2 separate regions of the Sus scrofa genome follow, and region 1 is linked to region 2. Evidence: chromatin contacts called from public Hi-C data. All regions are on one chromosome and are shown on one strand. The core of a region is the stretch at or near the end of the contact, and the rest is flanking DNA. Distances in the headings are between cores, read along the strand shown.

The links. A called contact is a pair of places that touch in the nucleus more often than the background predicts.
Region 1: a contact with region 2 is called in a Hi-C map of omental adipose tissue, with 1.7 times the contacts expected there. The contact joins the enhancer-like site here to the promoter of ABL1 in region 2. A contact is called at or near these places in 4 of 5 promoter capture datasets (fetal liver, fetal skeletal muscle, liver and 1 more), 25 of 47 Hi-C or Micro-C datasets (alveolar macrophages, brain, embryonic fibroblasts and 14 more) and 2 of 2 datasets of contacts at active chromatin or transcription factors (alveolar macrophages and skeletal muscle).

What each region holds. Positions count from the first base shown.
Region 1 is chr1:270,877,927-270,881,537 of Sscrofa11.1, forward strand. All of the region lies in intron 4 of ABL1 (tyrosine-protein kinase ABL1), which reads left to right. Among named protein-coding and RNA genes, the nearest start is that of QRFP, 38 kb to the right of the region's middle. Within about 2 kb of position 2,300, at least 17 of the 83 cell types and tissues checked have an H3K27ac peak or open chromatin away from gene starts, as enhancers often do. A contact at or near this core is called in mesenteric adipose tissue, omental adipose tissue, retroperitoneal adipose tissue and 2 more, where this site is marked.
Region 2 is chr1:270,760,141-270,763,288 of Sscrofa11.1, forward strand. It overlaps ABL1 (tyrosine-protein kinase ABL1), which reads left to right and starts at 1,501. Exons shown (of 12, transcript XM_005660524.3): 1 at 1,501-1,633; 2 at 2,686-3,144. The coding sequence starts at 3,009.

The DNA of each region.
Region 1 (3,611 bases), core at 1,050-3,549, 120 kb after region 2:
ATTCCCAAAGTACTTTCTTTAGCAATTGTACAAATATGTTTTCTCACCAGCAGTGTTGTGCGAGTGTGTGTTTCCCTATATGCTCGACAGCAGTATTTTATCAGACTTGCAAAGACATCTCTGTCGGTGATTGATTGGTAACGATTGTATTTTGTTATGTTTAACATGCCTGGGTTGTGTGTTGAGTGCTTCCTGTGCCATTTACCAAATTCATCTTTTCCTGTGTATTTGAAATATACCAAATTTACCTATGAATTTACTCTGTTCTCTCTATTCATATGCCAGAACCAGACTTTTCATTATTACAGCTTTATGGTGTGTGTGTTTGGCCACACCTGCAGCATTTGGAGGTTTCTGGGCTAGGGGTTGAATCCCAGCAGCAGCTGCAGCAGTTTGGGATCCTTTAACCCACTGCGCCATGCCAGGGATTGAACCTGTACCTCCACAGCAACCCTAGCCACTGCAGTTGTATTCTTAACCCCCTTCGCACAAGCAGGAACTCCTAGCTTTATAGTGTGTGGTGTTGATCTTGTTTGTTTGTTTTGGTTTTGGGGGGTTTTCTTGGCTGTGCCTGCAGCATGTGGAAGTTCCTGGGCAAGGGATCAAACCCATGCCACAGGAGTGACAATACCAGATCCATAACCACTAGGCCACCAGGGAACTCCTGTAACATGTGATACCTGATAGCTCTAGTCCCCTTTTTTTAATCTTGCTAACATTTTCATGGTTATCCCCACATGTTTACTCGTACCATACAAATGCACAATGCATTTCTTTCTCTTTTTTTCTTTACAGAGCTGCACCCGCAACATATGGAGGTTCCCAGGCTAGGGATCAAATCAAAGCTGCAGCTGCCCGCCTATACCACGGCCACAGCAATGCGGGATCTGAGCTGTGTCTGCGACCTGCACCACCACTCATGGCAACACCGGATCCTTAACCCACTGAGCAAGGCCGGGGCTCAAACCCCCAACCTCATGGTTCCTAGTCGGATTCGTTTCTGATGCGCCATGATGGGAACTCCAGATTTTTGGGGGGTTTGTTTTTTGGCATTTCTTTTTTCAGTGTGCTTATCTGTTGATTTTTCTGCATCTCCACATCTCAGAGTCTTCTGGCTAAAGTCCTTATTGCCAGTATCGGATGCTTTCTGTTGTGGCACATGTCCTTCTACCAGCACCAGAGTCTCTGTGACAGACAGCATAGTCTGCTGTTGACGTGCGACCAGAGGTCGGCCTCATCAGCTTGCTTTTCAGGTCATTGTTCCCATCCCGTGGGTAGAACTGAGACCTTCCTTCTGCAGAAGACATGCCAGGGTGCCGAGCCCTTGGACACCTAGCCTTCAGACCGCAGGGCTGCCTTTTTAGTGAAGCAGGACACCAGAGGGCACCGCTCGTGAGGGCGGTGGTCTCCTGGAGCCGACAGCTTGCTTCCCGTCTGCACTGTCTATCCACGGGCGAGCCGTGCGGCACCACAGTGATCAGGGGAGGCTTGTGCTGAGCAGGATAAGGGTTTCTTTTCCCTGGAGTTGTGTCATCAGCACCCTTGGAACAGATGCAGACGATGCATGATCTAGGTCAACTTGTCTACCTTGTCCCGCGGGGGTGGGTCTAAAGCATTATTAAAAGGTGGCGCGCAAGGCCCGCATGGACACATGATTTGCAGAATTTGAGTCACCTGATGAGGAAGCCAAGCCTCTGTCTGAAAGCTGGTGTGCACCAGGTAGGTTCCTTTCATTCCAGGTAGAGCACAGGGCACCCCTCTCATCAGGCCGGGCAGCTCATCCAAGTGTCTGAGGCATCTTGCCTCCGCCCGCCCTTCCTGGCAAAGGCTGCCTCCAGCTGTCCGAGCACCTGGAGATTTCTCAGCCCACGGGGTCATCAGGCCGACATCTGCAGAGGCTCCGCTCTGTGAGGGCCACTCTTGAGGGGGCCCCGTTGGGTGGGGTCATATTCCTGGAATGAGTGGTACAGCATCTGAATGGGGGGAGGTGTTACAGCAATGCGTGAGACAGTGCGGCTCGGCTTTGCAAAAGCTGCTTACATAGCAGAGCTTTGATGCAATCGTTTTTGGATTTCTAAGGGGAAAATTTAAAGTTTGGTGGGAGGGACAGCCTGGGGTTGAATAAATTTGATTCTTATTTTCAAATTAGCTAATCTTTAGAAAACAACTGATTTAGAGATTCTTCTCCAAGGCCCCAAAGGATTTCTTTCTGCCTCCGCCCTCTTGGCTCTGGTTTACCTTCGTCCTCCTGTTCCGAGCTTTCAGCAGCAGTTTTGGCTGGTCAGTCAGCCCAGGGCCATCAGCTCAGGGCCCAAAGCCCAGGACTCTTGGAGTTTCAAGCTAGACTCTTGAAAGGACTGCACCACACAGACCCATTGCTGTTTCCTGGCAGTCCGGGTAGTCTTCACAGTGTTCAGGCACCCTGGCATTTGGTTTTCGGTCTTGGTGCTTTCTTAAAGTTTGGAGACCTCTGCCAACATAACAGAATTAAAGTCTGATTTTCCTCTTCCACCTCCCATCCCCGGTCATTGTTCAGTTCTGGTTATTTGTGTCTGTATCATATTTACTCGGGTGGGGTGCCTCTGCCAAGCCCCACGCTTCCCTTAGCCCCCGATAGTCTTTCCTTTTCTTCCCTTCTTCAGAGAGATGCCCAGTTGACACTTACTTTCACGGTCTGTTGAAGCGACAAGTTCAGGTTGACAGGAGTGGGATTTGGGCTTAAGCTTTGGCAGAGGTGGCAGGACAGATACCAACTGTGTAAACCAGATTTACCCACCCTGACCCTGGCTGGGCAGGCACAGGCATCTCAGTGGAAAGCCTGCCAAACCATAGCTGACCTTCCCTTGTCAAGGGGGGCGCATTACTCTTAAGTGGGGCCTAACTCTCAAGGACTGCCTTCCTGCTGGTTTCTGAGTAGCTTGGAGGGTGGGGTGGGGTGGGGGGGTTACTTCCTGGCCTTGCAGGCTGTAAACACTACGTCCAGGGCTGGGGGCAGGGGACAGACCTCCAGGGTCTGAGGTAGCCAAAGACTAAGCTCCCGTAAGCCTGTGAGTCTGGCTGTCAGGAGGAAAGCTGTTTCTGGTGAGTTTCTTTGACAAGTCCTATCTTTCGGGTCCCTGCATGATTGGGAGGAGGCACAGCCCCGGCTGAGCCCCCAGAGTGTTTACGTAACTGGGTGCGTAGCACAATGACATGCCGTTCATAACACTGATTTCACTTTCTCTGTGAACGTGCCGTGCATTCCTGGTGAAGATCACCCAGTTCACTAGCAAATGCGGCTCAAACACTAGCACTACTCGGAAGGAAGCCACCGGAGCCGCCTGCTAGAAGATGGCTCTGCGGTACATTTAAGGGAGAGTAGTTTCAATATTTAATACGTGTCGGTATGTAAATTTTATGTTGAAAGATGAACTAAGTCTCAGGGTCTGTAAATTTAATTATTGAAAAGGATAGAGTTTGCCCACTCAGTGAAACCTCCCATAACTCTGCAGTTTCTAACAGTGGAGCCTGAGAGGGAATCAGCTGAGACCAAGAACAAATTCTGCATAAAGTAGGGCTTGGGGGAGCCATTAGCATTCTGTGCCATTGCGTGAACTTGATCTTTGGGCTGG
Region 2 (3,148 bases), core at 251-2,750:
GGAATAAGGGTGTTGAAGTTTGAAGGATAAGTTGCAAACCAGGACCAAGTTCATCAGCCAGACTACTTTCTGACAGCAAAGCTAACCCAATCAACATCTGAAGGTAAACTCCAGTTCTAAAATTGGGCACACGTTTTCATAGGCTTCCTAATTCAGTACTTCCCAGTGACTTTTTTGAAGCCAATATCTATAAACTCATCAGCACCATTTCCCAATCCGGCAGAAATGTCTAAAATACACCATCCAATAATGGAAAGTACAGTGTCTGTACTATGACTATGGTGTCCCCCCACTAATAGTGCGACTTCTAAGAAGTCAATTGCCTAATGTCAGGTCAACAGTTATGGGAGTGGTACAACAAAAAAAACCAAAGGCTTTGGAGCAAGGTCAGTCTGGGCTCAAATAGTGACTCTTACAGAACGAGCCCACCATAAGTCACCTCATCTGTATATGGGGAATGATATTACATGCCTCGCTGTCTGCAGTGAGGATTAAATGAGCATCCAGTTTATGAAAAGCGTAATAGGCCTAGTATAGACCCGTGTTGTGATGAGTGGATCCTTTAGAAATGGGTATATCCTGGTCTGGTAGGTGCACTGCTCTGGGGAGACATGGGGAGTGGTGAATTGGGGGTTAGGGTACATTTTAGTTGCATATTTAAATGGGTTATGGCAGGTGTGGATTTGGTGTGTCTGGGTCACTGGCTAGCTCTGCAGGCCTACTAAACAATCTCGACTAAGAGGTTTTCATGTGAATACCTGTACATCTCTGAACTGTTTAACCCCTCCCCTTTTATTCCCCCAGTTTTATTGAGAAAAAATTAACACACGTCACTGTATGAGTTTAAGTTCAAAGTTTCCTGCTCACCCAAACGTCTATGATTGTGCCTGGCTTAGCCTCCGAAAGGCTCTTAACAAATGCTGTTTCTTTAGAATGAGCCTCCTGATATTCCGAAGAAATAATTCGTTAGCAGTCTGTCGGATGCTTTCCAGTTGTTTATTTTTCGCTGGTACTAATATTTATGTTTCTTGGAGAAAAGGTGGGAATGGAGGCGGGGGGTGGAGCGGTGAAGGCACCAAATACCTTGGTTTCCAGGAGCGAGCTAAATTTTCTCAAAGAGGCTCAAGGAAGTGATCCAACTCCGGTTCTGGGAAAATCCAATCCGCAGTTTTCTCCTTGCTTTGGTTTCTCGCCGGTCTACTAACAGCTCAGGGGAGACATTGGCCAGCCCTACGCGAAGCCGGCTAGAGTTCACCGGCTCCCAGGAGGGCGGGACGAAGCTCAGGAGCGGGAGCAGAGGGCAAGCCTCGGGTGAGCACCGACAGGGGCGGGCGCCGCAGGACCACAACTCCCGCCACGCCTTGCGAGCTGCGCCGAAGGTGGTTGGCTAGAAGCTCTACCCCACTGTCCCTACTGGCCAATGGGATGCAGGAGAGAGCCCTGACCCGGATTCTCGCGAACCAAAGGCAGTACAGGGGAGGCGGGAGCTTCCTTACCACTCGCCTTGCTCTCGGGAAAAAACCACATTTTAACAGGTCCTGCAGGACCCGGCCCTCGCGGGCAAGGAGGCTGGAGCCGAAAGGCGCTGCGGCGTACCCGAAAGCGGCGCCGAGAGGGTCCGGGTCCCCGCGAGGTGCGCACGGGACGTCACCGGGGGCGGGGCCAGGGGCGGGGCCTGGCCTCGTTGTGGAGCTGCTCGTAATCCATCATGGCGGCCACGGGGGTCGGTGACCGTCCCTGAGCAGCGCTGGAGCCGGAGCCGGTTCCCGGGTCCCGCGGTTGAGGAGCCCTTCCGTTGCCCACGGCCCTAACCTGCTGGGGGAGGTTGGGTCCCGCGGCGGAGCTCGGGGGATGTGACCGCCTGACGGCGGCGGCCGTAGCAACGTCCGGGGCCGGGGGAGGGGGTGTCTCTGGCAGAGACCCCCCCCAGGTTAGGGGCAGCTGAGGCGGCCGGGCCTACCCCCCTCCGCCCGCTTCCCGCCCTCGGAGCCTCGGGAGTCCTTCGCCCCTTCCAGCCCAGCCCCGACTCTGGGACCCTGAGGGTGGTCTCTTTCCCCAGACCTGGGACACCCCGATTCCTGAGGCGTGGAGGAGCGTCGCTCCCGAAGTAAGCCGCCCGCGCCCCGCCCTGGCAGCCTCCCTCTTACCCCCGAGCCGCCCCTTGCTCCTGCCTCCTGGGTTCAAGTGTGGCCTCGGAGCCCCCATTCAAATCCCCTTCCTGCTGTCAAGTGGCCTCCCCTTGCCCCCAGGTTGCTCCCGTGAGCCTCTAATGCCCTGACTTCTTCCAATGTCACCTACGGCCCCCTTAGTCTCAGCCCAGCCAGAAACTTTAATGCAAAGGAAAAGCCTGGACTGGTTTCACAGGCCTTTTAAAAAGCGGACTTAAAAGTTGCTGGCAATGCATTCCTTCTCGTCAGAGTCGAGGGCCAGCTCTCTCTGAAGGCCGGGTGACCCGTGTCCTTTTCCGGAGAGCAGGGTAGAGAAGCAGGCGAGGAGCGGCAGCTAGTGCGGCAGGAAATCTGCCGCGGAAGATGAAGACACCGAGATAGGGGGTGGGTGACTTCCCCAGGAAAAGTTCTGGAGGCGCATCCAAAGACAAGCAACATTTCCTTGATGTGTGGGAATCGAAATGACTTGAGCCTTACTGACCGTCTTACAGCATCCCCTGTGAATATTTCTGTTTAGGTTTTTCTCCTTGAAAGGGAAGAAGCTGTTACTCAGCCAGTAAAGGACACAAAATCAAGCAGCTTGGGTCCCATTGCCCTGATATGACTTCAAGTTGATCAACTGCGAAAATAATCGGAACTCCTGTTTACATATTGTCAACCTGAAATCTTCGCTTCCTTTCCTTATGGGAGAAGATGCCTTGTTGTGACTGACCTCAGTGACTGACTTGTGGCGATGCAGTGAATGTGAAATCCCACATACATACTGTTTTCCTTCTAGCTCACTGCCCATTCTGAAAGATCTTGAACCCTCTTCCGGAAAGGGGTGCCTACTGTTACTTTATGGGGCAGCAGCCTGGAAAAGTTCTTGGGGACCAAAGACGGCCAAGTTTGCCTGCCCTGCACTTTATCAAAGGCGCAGGGAAGAAGGACTCCTCGAGACACGGGGGCCCACACTGCAATGTTTTTGTGGAACATGGTGA